Linked DNA regions of Sus scrofa: region 1 is linked to region 2. The links are chromatin contacts, called in public HiChIP or PLAC-seq maps. All regions are on one chromosome and are shown on one strand. Each heading gives the region's core, a stretch centred on a gene start, on an enhancer-like site or on the middle of the called end of the contact. The rest is flanking DNA. Distances are from core to core; before and after follow the strand shown.

The links. HiChIP or PLAC-seq counts read pairs in DNA pulled down with a chosen protein or histone mark.
Region 1: an H3K27ac HiChIP or PLAC-seq map of skeletal muscle shows a contact between it and region 2, with 6 times the contacts expected there. The contact joins two enhancer-like sites. A contact is called at or near these places in 6 of 47 Hi-C or Micro-C datasets (brain, epiblast stem cells, fetal heart ventricle and 3 more) and 2 of 2 datasets of contacts at active chromatin or transcription factors (alveolar macrophages and skeletal muscle).

Annotation. Positions count from the first base shown.
Region 1 is chr8:30,104,043-30,109,773 of Sscrofa11.1, reverse strand. No RefSeq gene overlaps it. Among named protein-coding and RNA genes, the nearest start is that of TLR10, 28 kb to the left of the region's middle. Within about 2 kb of position 2,358, at least 33 of the 83 cell types and tissues checked have an H3K27ac peak or open chromatin away from gene starts, as enhancers often do. A contact at or near this core is called in skeletal muscle, where this site is marked.
Region 2 is chr8:29,758,465-29,763,873 of Sscrofa11.1, reverse strand. It overlaps LOC106504622 (a long non-coding RNA gene), which reads right to left. Exons shown (of 3, transcript XR_002346602.1): 2 at 4,980-5,052; 3 at 1-197. Among named protein-coding and RNA genes, the nearest start is that of MIR9840, 210 kb to the right of the region's middle. Within about 2 kb of position 3,688, at least 17 of the 83 cell types and tissues checked have an H3K27ac peak or open chromatin away from gene starts, as enhancers often do. A contact at or near this core is called in skeletal muscle, where this site is marked.

The sequences.
Region 1 (5,731 bases), core at 1,109-3,608, 350 kb before region 2:
CCATTAAAAAGAATGAAATACTGGCATTTTTAGCAACATGGATGGACCTAGAAATTATCATGCTAAGTGAAGTCAGCCACACAATGAGATACCAACATCAAATGCTTTCACTGACATGTGGAATCTGAAAAAAGGACAGACTGAACTTCTTTGCAGAACAGATGTTGACTCATAGACATTGAAAAACTTATGGTCTCCGGAGGAGACAGTTTGGGGGGTGGAGGGATATGCTTGGGCTGTGGGATGGAAATCCTGTGAAATCAGATTGTTATGATCATTAGACAACTACAGATGTGATAAATTCATTTGAGTAATAAAAAAAATTCACATACCATTCACTTCACCATTTTGAAGTTTAAAAAAACAAAAAAACAAAAACCAACCATCCTCAAAATCTCAATGGTTTGTAGCAATAGAATGTTACTTTCCTAACCCACAGGTCTGTTGATGGTCCAGGGTGGTTCTGTTTCAGACTTCAGGTCTGGTTAGGTCTGTTCCCTGTACCTCTCATTTGAAGACAGCAGCTGCTAGTTAGGGAAGGCTCTTCTGGTGATAGCTGGCAAAGCAAAACACACCAGCACATTCGGCATTTCTGGTTGAGCCTCACATAGGTTACTCTGCATTCCATTGGCCTTTGGCCAATGAAAGTCACATGCTCATGCTGTTGTGGACATGCATGGTCTGCCTACTCTACCAGCAGCCACTGCAAAGTCACCATAGAAAGGGTAGCCATGGGTTTATATTATCCCATTATAAGGAGAGCGTGAAGTTGGAACCATTGACTTACCGGGGTTAACCAGAAAAATAATAAAACATTAACAGAAATTAATTTTAATTAATTTTAACGCAATCGAATCTATCTTTTCCGTCATAGTGTGTGCTTTCCAAGTCTTGTTTAAGAAATTCTTCTTTGCTGTATGTTAAGTTTATCTCAAAACTGAAAGAGAAAACAAAAAAGAAATTCTTCTTTGACCCAGGAACATCATTGTCTTCTTAATTTGGTTTTTCACCTCTAAGTCTTTAGTCCAGGATCTGGGTAAGGGATCTAATTTTGAATTTTTGCCAGTGGCTGACCTATTGCCCCAGCATTGTTTTTTGAGTAATTCATCCTATTCCAACTGATCTGTAAAAACACGTTTGCTGCATATCGGGTTTCCATAAATAAGGAAGTGTCTTTCTGGACTCTGTTTTGTTTCACTATTCTGTTCGTCAGCTTTTGGCTGATACTCCACTCTTCAATTATCTGCTCTTTAATTACCACTTAGAATCAGCTTGTCAAGTTCCATATATATATATAGACACACTCTAAAAGTACCCCTCAACATTTTGTTTGGCATTTCTTTGAATAAAAGATTAAAAACATCTTCAAGATAATAAATTTTCCTCTCTGTGAACACAGAATCTCTCTCCACTTATTTGGGTCATCTTGAATTACATTCACTAAAATTTTATAACTTTCTGCTTAAAGTATACCATTACTTGTCAGATTTATTCCCAGATATCTTGTTTTCTGCTATTTTAAATGATATAAAATGCAGTCTTTTTAAAACGGTGTCTTTTAATGATTTGCTGCCATTTATTGACTATAATCGGTTTTTGTATGTTGACCTCAAAGCCAGTGACCTTTATCTTAACAGCTAATTCATTGAATCCTCACTATGGGCCAGCACTGTTCCAAGCATTTTATGTGTATGCACTGCCTTCAATCTCACAACGACGCTGTGAAGGAGCTTTTCGTCTAACTATTTAGAGAGGAGAGAGATGAAGTCCAGAGAAGTGCAGAGAGGTTCAGTAAATTGTTTAAGATCATACGTGCTGGAGCCAGTGCTCCAACTCCTTCACTATCCAAGGCTATAAGCATAACAATATTCATCTCTTAACCTTAAGCTCTTCCATTAGAGCTGATAATTTGCCTGTTTATTCTCTTAAGTTTTCCATGCAAATATCAAGAATAATAAATATTTAAAAAATCAACCAGCAAACATATGGTTAAAGGCCTATTAAAGCAGGTCAAGGGGGGGTGTGTGTGTGTGTGTCTGTGTGTGTGTCTGTGTGTGTGTCTGTGTATATATGTGTGTGTGTCATTGTCTGGGTGTGTGTGTGTGTCTCTGTGTGTGTGTGTCTGTATGTCTGTGTCTGTGTCTGTGTGTGTGTGTGTGTGCTAGGAGGAGGAACTTTATGAAGGGCAGCATTCTCAAAGCGAATGGAATTCCTGGAGCCCATAGATGGCTTGTGTTCTTCCCAAGGAGCAAGGAATTTCTGGCCTTGCAGCATGTCGTCAAGCCAGGCCATCCTCAGAGAAGCCTGCAGGCTCCGGGGAGGCCTGCGTGAGGAAAGAGGCCCAGGGCCAAGCCCAACAGAGAGTGTCAAGTGACAGGCCTGTTCCTTCCCCACCCTCCACCCCCAGATGGGGCTGAATCAAAGGGCCATTCAGGCCCCTCCCTTTGACGGCCCAGGCGCTGGGGCAGTCCCCTGAGGCCGCAGTGCAACAATCCCACGGGCTTCTGCTCCAAACAGGCTTGTGTTAGAAACCACAATATACTTGGCTTCGGTTTTACGCGCATTGCTTTCCTGGTGTTGGGGAAAAAAAAAAAAAAAAAAGAATTAGAAGAATGAAAATGAGCGGTCTTGGGGGATGGGAATTCTTTTTCCAGTCTAGTGAATGAGTTTAATAAGTGGAAAAATAAAACTACTCTCCAGGAAGGGTCTTTGGAAGGGTTACTAGGCCACGGTAATTAAAAGCAAATTAAAAGGCTATATTATTCATGCAGCCTCAACCGCCTCTCTCAGCCCTGAGGGAACTGAGCCTACAGCAGGGCTTCGAGGGAGAGGGAGGGCGGGAGGGGGTGGGACCCAACTCCTCAGCCCTGTGGGCTGGTAACCCTTAAGCAGAGGTAGGGACACCCACCCCTGCGACATCCCGCCCAAATTCATGATTTAGGGAACTGACTGAAAAGCCCCCCAAACCCCACCACACCTCAGACACTTGGTCACACATTTCCAAGGAATGTTTTCTAGTGCTTTGCCTAGTGTTTAAAATTGAAAATAAAAACCAGAGTTCCTGCTGTGGCACAACAGGATCGGCAGCATCTTGGGAGCGCTGGGATGCAGGTTCTATCCCCAGCCTGGATCAGTGGGTTAAGGATCTGGCATTGCTGCAGCTGGAGCTTAGGTCGCGACAGTGGCTTGGATCAGATCCCTGGCCTGGAAACTCCATATGCTGCGGGGCAGCCAAAAAAGAAAAAAAAAAAAAAAAAAACCCCAAACCTACCTTGGATGTGGGTCGTCTTCGTCCAGTCCCTTGAATCTCTCTGAATCTGTTTCCTGTCTGTACAGGGAAGGTGCAAAAACTGGACCAGTTCTTTTCAAACGGTGCTCTCCTGAGTCCTCTCTGGAGCCTGGTGCGGGGAGGGGAAAGGAAGTATGAATGGAACTATTTAGCCCATACCTGATTCTGCCGTCTTTGACCTCAGACCGTTGTCAACACAGTTCTAACACGCCTGATTCTAGGACATCTGCCTCTGTCAGCCACCCCAGGAGGCCCCACAGGTTAGAGCCACTGGCTCTGCACGGTTTGGTCTATAGGGCCACCTTGAAGGAGGTGTGGGAGGTTCCCACCCACACGTCTCTCAAGGAGGCCAAGGAAGATGGACGTGCAGGGGGTGGTGTGAGACCCCAGGCAGCCCTGTGGCCTGGGTTCAGTGGGATCCTGCACATCCACATCTGCATGTTCACAAACTCAGATGAGATTTTGCATATGATCCTGAAACAGTTTCCCTGACAAAACTTTTTTGAACTCCAAAGTTGGGTCATGATGCTTTTCTTTTTTTTTCTTTTTTTTTTTTTTTGTCTTTTCTAGAGCCGCACCCGTGGCATGTGGAGGTTCTCAGGCTAGGGATCGAATCAGAGCTATAGCTGCTGGCCTACACCACAGCCACAGCCATGCCAGATCCGAGCCGTGTCTGCAACCTACACCACAGCTCATGGCAACACCGGATCCTTAACCCACTGAGCAAGGCCTGGGATCGAACCTGAAACCTCATGGTTCCTAGTCGGATTCATTAACCACTGAGCCATGACGGGAATGCCAAGGGTCATGATGCTTTTCCAAAGCACCCTGGTTATTCACGACCCTAGAACTGAAAATGTTCTAGGCTGTTGACCTGTTCTCTTCTATCCTTCCTCTGGTCCTGAGATCAGAAACCGTGGCTTTTTGCTCTAAATCCCTAGGACCTGGCAAAGTCCCTGCCACACAAAGGCGATTGTATTTTCCAAAAATAGCAACAGCAATATTTCCAGTGTTACACGTTCCTCCATAAAGTTTCCACTCCCCATCAGGAGAAAGCTTCTATTTCTCCTCCCCCAAGACCTGGGTTGGGGAAGGTGGACTCTGTGACTGCCTCGATAAATAGAATCCTAGAATCCGGCAGAATGTTTGGCTTCCAAGGCCAGATGATAAAAGGCAGTAAGGCTTCTGTCTGATGCTCTCTCCCTTGGGATATTAACCCTGGAAACCAGCCACCAACTTATGAGGAAGCCTTAACTAAACCATGAGGAAAGCCAGTGGTGCCCCCAGCTGACATCCAGCGTCAACTGCCAGCCAGGGAGATGAGCGGATGAGCCTTCAAGGCCTCCAGCTGCGGCCTCAGACATCACAGTGTGCCTGGTGTGCTGTATCCAAATTCTTGATCCACAGATTCTGTGAGCATAACCAATGTTTTTACTGCACCACTAAGTGTTGGGGATATTTGTCACACATCCATAGTAATTGGAACAGTGGCCAATGATAGGCGCTAAATACATGACTAGATGGTTGGCCATGGGTTCAGTCAGATCCCTGGACCCACCTAGAAGGTGGAAAAGAGACGAGCTGGTTCAGGAAATGGGTGGAAGCGTATCATGTTTCTCTAAAGTCTTAAGGCATAAATATCTGCAAGTATTGACTAAACTACTGTAGAAAAGATTCTTTTAAAAATCAGGGTCCTGGTGTCCCCTTTGTGGCAAAGCAGTAATGAACCTGGCTCGTACCCATGAGGACACAGATTCAATCCCTGGCCCCACTCTATGGGGTAAGGATCCAGCGTTGCTGTGAGCAGTGGTGTAGGTCGCAGACTCAGCTTGGATCTGGCTGGCAGCCACAGCTCTGATTTGACCCCTAGTCTGGGAATTTCCACGTGCCCCAGGTGTGGCCCTAAAAAAAAAAAAAAAAAAAAAAAAAAAAATCAGGGTCCCGTTAAGTCATGAAAAGACACGAGGAGACTTACATGCCTATGACACAAAGAAGCCTATGGATTGCCTGATTCCACCTAATCTGACATTCCGTAAAAAGGGAAAGTGTAGAAACAGTGAAAGTTATCAGTGGTTGCCAGGGGTTCAGGAGGAGGATGTGAAAAAGCAGAGGATGGGGATTTTTAGGGCATCAGAACTTTTGTCCATGGTACACCAGCGGTGGCTATGTTATTATACTTTTGTACAAACCCAGAGAAGGTACCGCACTGAGAAGGAACATTAACGTAAACTCCGGGCTTTGAGTGATAATGATGGGCCAGTGTTGGTTCCTCAGCTGTGACAAGTGTGCCACCATGGTGCTGACGGCGGGGAAGACTGGGCTTGTCTGGAGACAGGGGACACAGGAGACATAGGGGAAATCTCTGTACTTTCCGTTCAATTCCCTTTTCCTCCCACTCAGTTTTGCTGTGGACCTAAAAACTGCTCTGAAAAACAAAGGCTA
Region 2 (5,409 bases), core at 2,439-4,938:
GGAAGGAGGGAAGAGAGAAAGAGAAAATATAAGACAGGGAGAGAGAAAGGATCAGTCAGGAGCAAAGGGCTCTCGGGCTGCGTGAGAACCAGCCTCTTGTAGAGATCACTGCTACCCCACGGACTGAGATTATCCTTCCCCGGGTTAATCATTGTCCAGGTTGGCGGTGGTGTGCCTGAACCATCTGCAGAGAGCACCTGGGAAAATAAGAAATAAGTCACCTGAGAGGGGAAAAAGTTCTGACTGTGTCTTGGACATTCATTCTGCTGGGGTGCTTAGTCATCCTTGCTGTGCTAATTGGCCACAGGCTAGAGGTTTCTCCTTGGGCTGGACACATGGCTGGTGGTGGTCCACTAGGACCCCAGGTTTATAAACAGGTAGAGACAGCAGCTTTCAGTGAGCTGGGGACAGGGCAGAAATGGCAGTGAGGGGAAGGGTGGACCATTATACATACAACCTAAATCAGAGCCAACTATCAAGCTGGAGGGAACATCTAGCTGATGAATATGCCTCAGGCAAGTTTGAGGACAGCTGATTGAAGGCTAGGCAAGGCAAGAAACCTGCCTGCCCTTTAAGTTGAGCCTGCACGTCACCTGTGCTGGCCTGCCTAGCCAGCCTTCAGCTGGCCATTAGCTATCTCAGGACACTAAATCTGCACTGCTACGCCCAGCCACACCCAGGCATTTCGTTACCTTGTGGTTTCTTTTTCTCCTTGGTTTCCTAGCCACACTTATTTTGAAAAATGTTAACTCTTCTTTAGCTGAATTACAGCATAAAGGGTATGCTTACACCTTAGCTCAGAAAAATAAAGAGGTAAAAAGCATCCACCGCCTTGGCATGAGTGAAGGTACAATCCAATTTCTCCATTCTGTCAGAGGGTCATTCGGGCTTAGGGGTCAGCCAAATGCTCTTTAGTCCCTGTTCCTTTGATGATGGCTTTAGACAAGTTAACTTCTCTGAGCCTCAATTTCCTCATCTGTAAAAAGAGGACAATAACCATATCCACCTCACAGGACTGTGTGATAATAAAGATAAAATAAGTTAACAGGATTGTGGCAGAGCTGCTATATGTCCACCTATAATATCTCTTCCCTTCTTTTTTCTAGTAATCAATTTTTACCTGGGAACATGGCAGTATGAAATAGAGACTACATCTCTGAGTATCTATGCATCTAGCAGTTCCATTTGACTAAATTCTGGCCAATGAATTACACATGGAGATGCGGTGGTCCCCTTACAGGAAGATCCTTAAACTGGAAAAAAAAAATCCTTCTATCTTCTTCTTTTTCTTGCTGATTAGAATGTGGAAGTGATGGCTGGAGCTGAAGCAGCCTTCTTGGTCCAGGAAGCAGCACACAAATGATGGTAGATGAACAAGAAGGAAAAAGCCTGAATTCCTGTAAAGTTTGAGGAAGCCATTTTACAGCCTTTAAATGCCTACCTTGGGATTCATTACAAAAGAGGAATGAACAAACTTTTGAAAAAAAAAAATCCATTCTGAAGGAGTCTTACTCATCATTGAACTAAAATCGAACTAGGGCTGTAAAGTATGCAGAGTGATTAGCCCAGTGTAGGTAAGATCTTGCTATCATTTTTCTGCTTTTTAGGAAATACATGTCAACGTTCTCAAAAATACAGACATAAAGCAGATGGACTAAAAGGGCCAGAGAGGGAGTACTGGCCCATCCCTTCCTAGCCTTAGCACCACTCCCAAGGCCATGTGAATGAGACAAAAAATACAGCCTTTGCCAGGCTGAGGCTATGGGACACCAGCACAGGCAGGAACACCCAGCCTCCTGGCCTGACTTGATTCCCTCTGCTAAGCCTCTCCTCTAGGCAGCACTATGACCTGCAGAAGGGGGAAAAGGACAGAAAGAGCCCCATGAACCACACAAACTTTGGACATAAGTAGACCTGGGTTTTTCCCCTGGCTTCTCCACCCCCTTGCCGTGTGACTTTGGGCTAGCTACCAGCCTCTCTGAGCCCCTGTCTCACGTTAAAATGGAACATGGGATAATACCTGCCCCTTGGGGTTGTCGTAAGACACAAACACAATGTCAGTCAAGGTCTGAACATGGTCTGACATAAGTATTTGGTAAATGTTTAGAAATGAAACCTGAACTTCAGCTCTTACCATTCCCAACCCTAGCCCCAGGCTTCATCCAGAGCCGTTTACTAACTGCCGCAGGAGAATCTGTCCTCTCCCCACACTGTGCCTCGTGCTCACTCCATCTCTACCCAGAGCTCCACCACTGCCTTCCGTCTCTCCTCACCTTCCACAAATGTCAGGGCAGCCTTCAGCCCTCCTTGACTTCCAGCCCTAGGCGATCTCTCGCCCGCTCCTCTGAAAGGCGCCAGCATTTGAGGTCCAATCACTCGTTAACATTTACTGCCTTGTATTGGGGTTGAATTTTGGAGTGCATGTCTCGTCTTGCCAGCCTTACCTTAGGCTCTGCAAGGGTGTGGCTCATGCCTTTTCCTCCTTCTATCCCCTCAGCTCTCAACCCAGTGAACACTCACCTCTGGGAAACTTGCTCAACTAGGAAACCAAACCAATTACCCAGAGCCCTCTAACGAATTTCTTTTTTGGAATCCTTTTTGAACCTACATGCCTGTCACTCCTCTTTCAAAGCACGTTGACCATGGTGCCTTCCTGTGATGTCATCAGGGGCTCAGTTAGCTGTGCATGGATGGTATCCAGCTGAGGTCTGGTGGCACAGATCGCTTGGCTGAACTTGGCCTTGATGAGTCATGGGGGAAAGGGGTTGGAGGGAAAGGTGAGAGGGGACTTCATTTAGGAGCAATTCATTACTCCGACCAAGGAAAATAATTTTATAAACATCTTATGGGTGATAAGTCCACACGACTCTTTGAAATCTGGGAGTACAGCAAATTTATCTTCTGAAAGAGGACTATTGCAATGTAAGCCAACACTGTTATTTCAAATATGAGAATGCCTGGTTTTTTTAAGCAGATATGTTGGACTTGCTGCCTGTGCATGTGCATAATTTGCAGGCTGCCTCTAATGGATCAAGAAAAGGAACAGGGCAACAATAGGGCTGAGCTGGTAGCTTTGCGATGGGTGTCCCCCTGGACAGGAGGCCCTAGCTTTCTCCAAGCAAGCTAGAAGGGCCCCCAAGAGTGTAAGGTCATTCCAGCTGCAGAGTGGGTAGGAAATAGTACAAAAGAAATTCCAGGGCCACCACTATCGCTTTTTAGGTAATTGAAGACTCATCAGGGCTGCTCATTAAAAATATAAATTCCCTGGTTTCTAACCTCACCCCCCGACCCCCCAGTGGTTCAGGAGGTCTATGGCAGGACTCAGGAATCCGCATTTCTACCAAAACGGCAGCACTACTGTCTTCACTCCTACAGTCGCTCTACCTTAGATGTGGCAATAATAAAGCACTAATGAGTTAATCATCTCGCTTAAAATATAGACAGGGCAGTAATTGGAGTATAATTTTGGACCAGAGACCCTCCCATCCCAGAGATGTGGGTGGCTGGCTTGGCCAAGGGAGCTCACACCAAAGGGTTTGGTGTGGGGGAGGGTTCGGGGCAGGGCCTGGAAGTGCTCCCCAACCGTGGACAAGAGAAGTATGTTGGCCACCAGCTGTTCTGGGAGAGTGACTCATCAGCCTATGTGGCAGTAACCGCGGCTGGTGGAATGAGTCCCTGGACCGTGGGGGGCGACGGGGGAGGTGACGGCTGTGGCTGGAGAGAGCAGTGCATTCCAGAGGAGAACCAGACCTCCTGCAAGGATGCCAATCTGTGCTGTCAGTCACTTTGGCAGTGATGAAGGAGGCAGAGGGAGGGACAAATGAGCGGTCTCAGCAAGACGGCAGAGGCACCATTTAGTCACTGGCATTAAAGCCCTGTGTCCACTATCCCCCGGACTCGGCCTGCCTCCTCCTCTTCCCCACCCTTCAATCTGGTCCCCTCCAGGCTTTAATGTCTTCCAGGCACCCACTCCCTTCGTGTCCCTGCTGTTACAGACATCATTCCCTGTCTGCATATTCCCCCCACGATGCCCTGAGCTCAAGACTCATCACCATCCTTCCGACAGCCACTGATGTGTTCTCTCCAAAAATGAAAATCCAAGCTTGTTGTTCGCTTGCGTAAAAGCCTCAGTGGACCTTGACCATCACTGTGCATCAGAATCACCCAGGGGCTTGTTATAAAACACAACACAGGGCCCCAGCTGGAATGTCCTTCCGTCTTCCACATTTTCCTCCTTTGCCCACTGAACTCCTGACCCTGTAGAATCTGTGATGCCTTCTCCATCCCCTCGCCCTCATCTTCACTCCACCTCCCCCACCGCCATCCCCGCGATCCTCAGCAACACACACCGAGTGCTTGCGCTGGTACATCCCATTGACAACCACAGGGGAAAAAAAAATATCCATGATGTGGGTCTCATTATTCTTCCCACCTTACAGAGATGTTGAAACCAGGGCTTGGGTAGGTTTAGAAACTTGCCCCCGTCACACAGCTAGAAAACGATGAAGCCAGGATTCAATCGTAGCAGCCTGTACCCAGCACCTGGGCTCTTAACTCCTGCAAGTACCAACTCGTCCAGATGGAATTAAGTCTTTCTTCCTCCGTGCTCTCAGAACACTCTTCTTGTCACTTCCAGATGAAAACCCACATCCAACAGGACGTAAGGTCTTGCTTCCCAGATTGAGTTCCTCAAGGGTGGGTCCTCACCTTGGTGTCCTAAGCCCAGCCCATAGAGGGAACTCCATGTGGGGTGAATGCACAACTGAATATTTCCACTAGAGTGTTGGCAAATGTAAAGTAAAACTCTTGCTGGGCCATGAGAAATGAGAACTATTTCAGAAGATCACTCAAGTTCCTTGTAATATACCAAGTCAACACGCAGGTACCATTTTACATCGGAGATTCATAGCTATCACTCTATTTCAGGAGAAACCCTAAGAAATATGAAAATTCAAAAAACGTGATTGCCATTAACTTACCATTTTGCCCATTTCCATCTTGGCTCCCCTGATTATATCTTTTAAACGTGTTCACAGTGAGTGGAGGTTTCCCCTGGAATAGCACAAAGGCAGAGGTGTCTGCACAGTAGCTTTTTTGTTTGTTTGTTTGTTTTTGCTTTTTAGGGCTGTACCCACAGCATATGGAGGTTCCCAGGCTAGGGCTCAAATCGGAGCTGCAGTCACCAGCCTATGCCAGACACAGCAACATGGGATCCAAGCCACGTCTGCAACCTACACCACAGCTCACAGCAACTCCAGATCCTTAACCCACTGAGCGAGGCCAGGGATCAAATCCCAAAACCTCATGGTTCCTGGCTGGATTCATTTCCGCTGCGCCATGACGGGAACTCTTGCACGGTAGTTTTACAAGAAACTTTGGTTCAGTCTTTTCTGCTGGTCTAGAAAAATA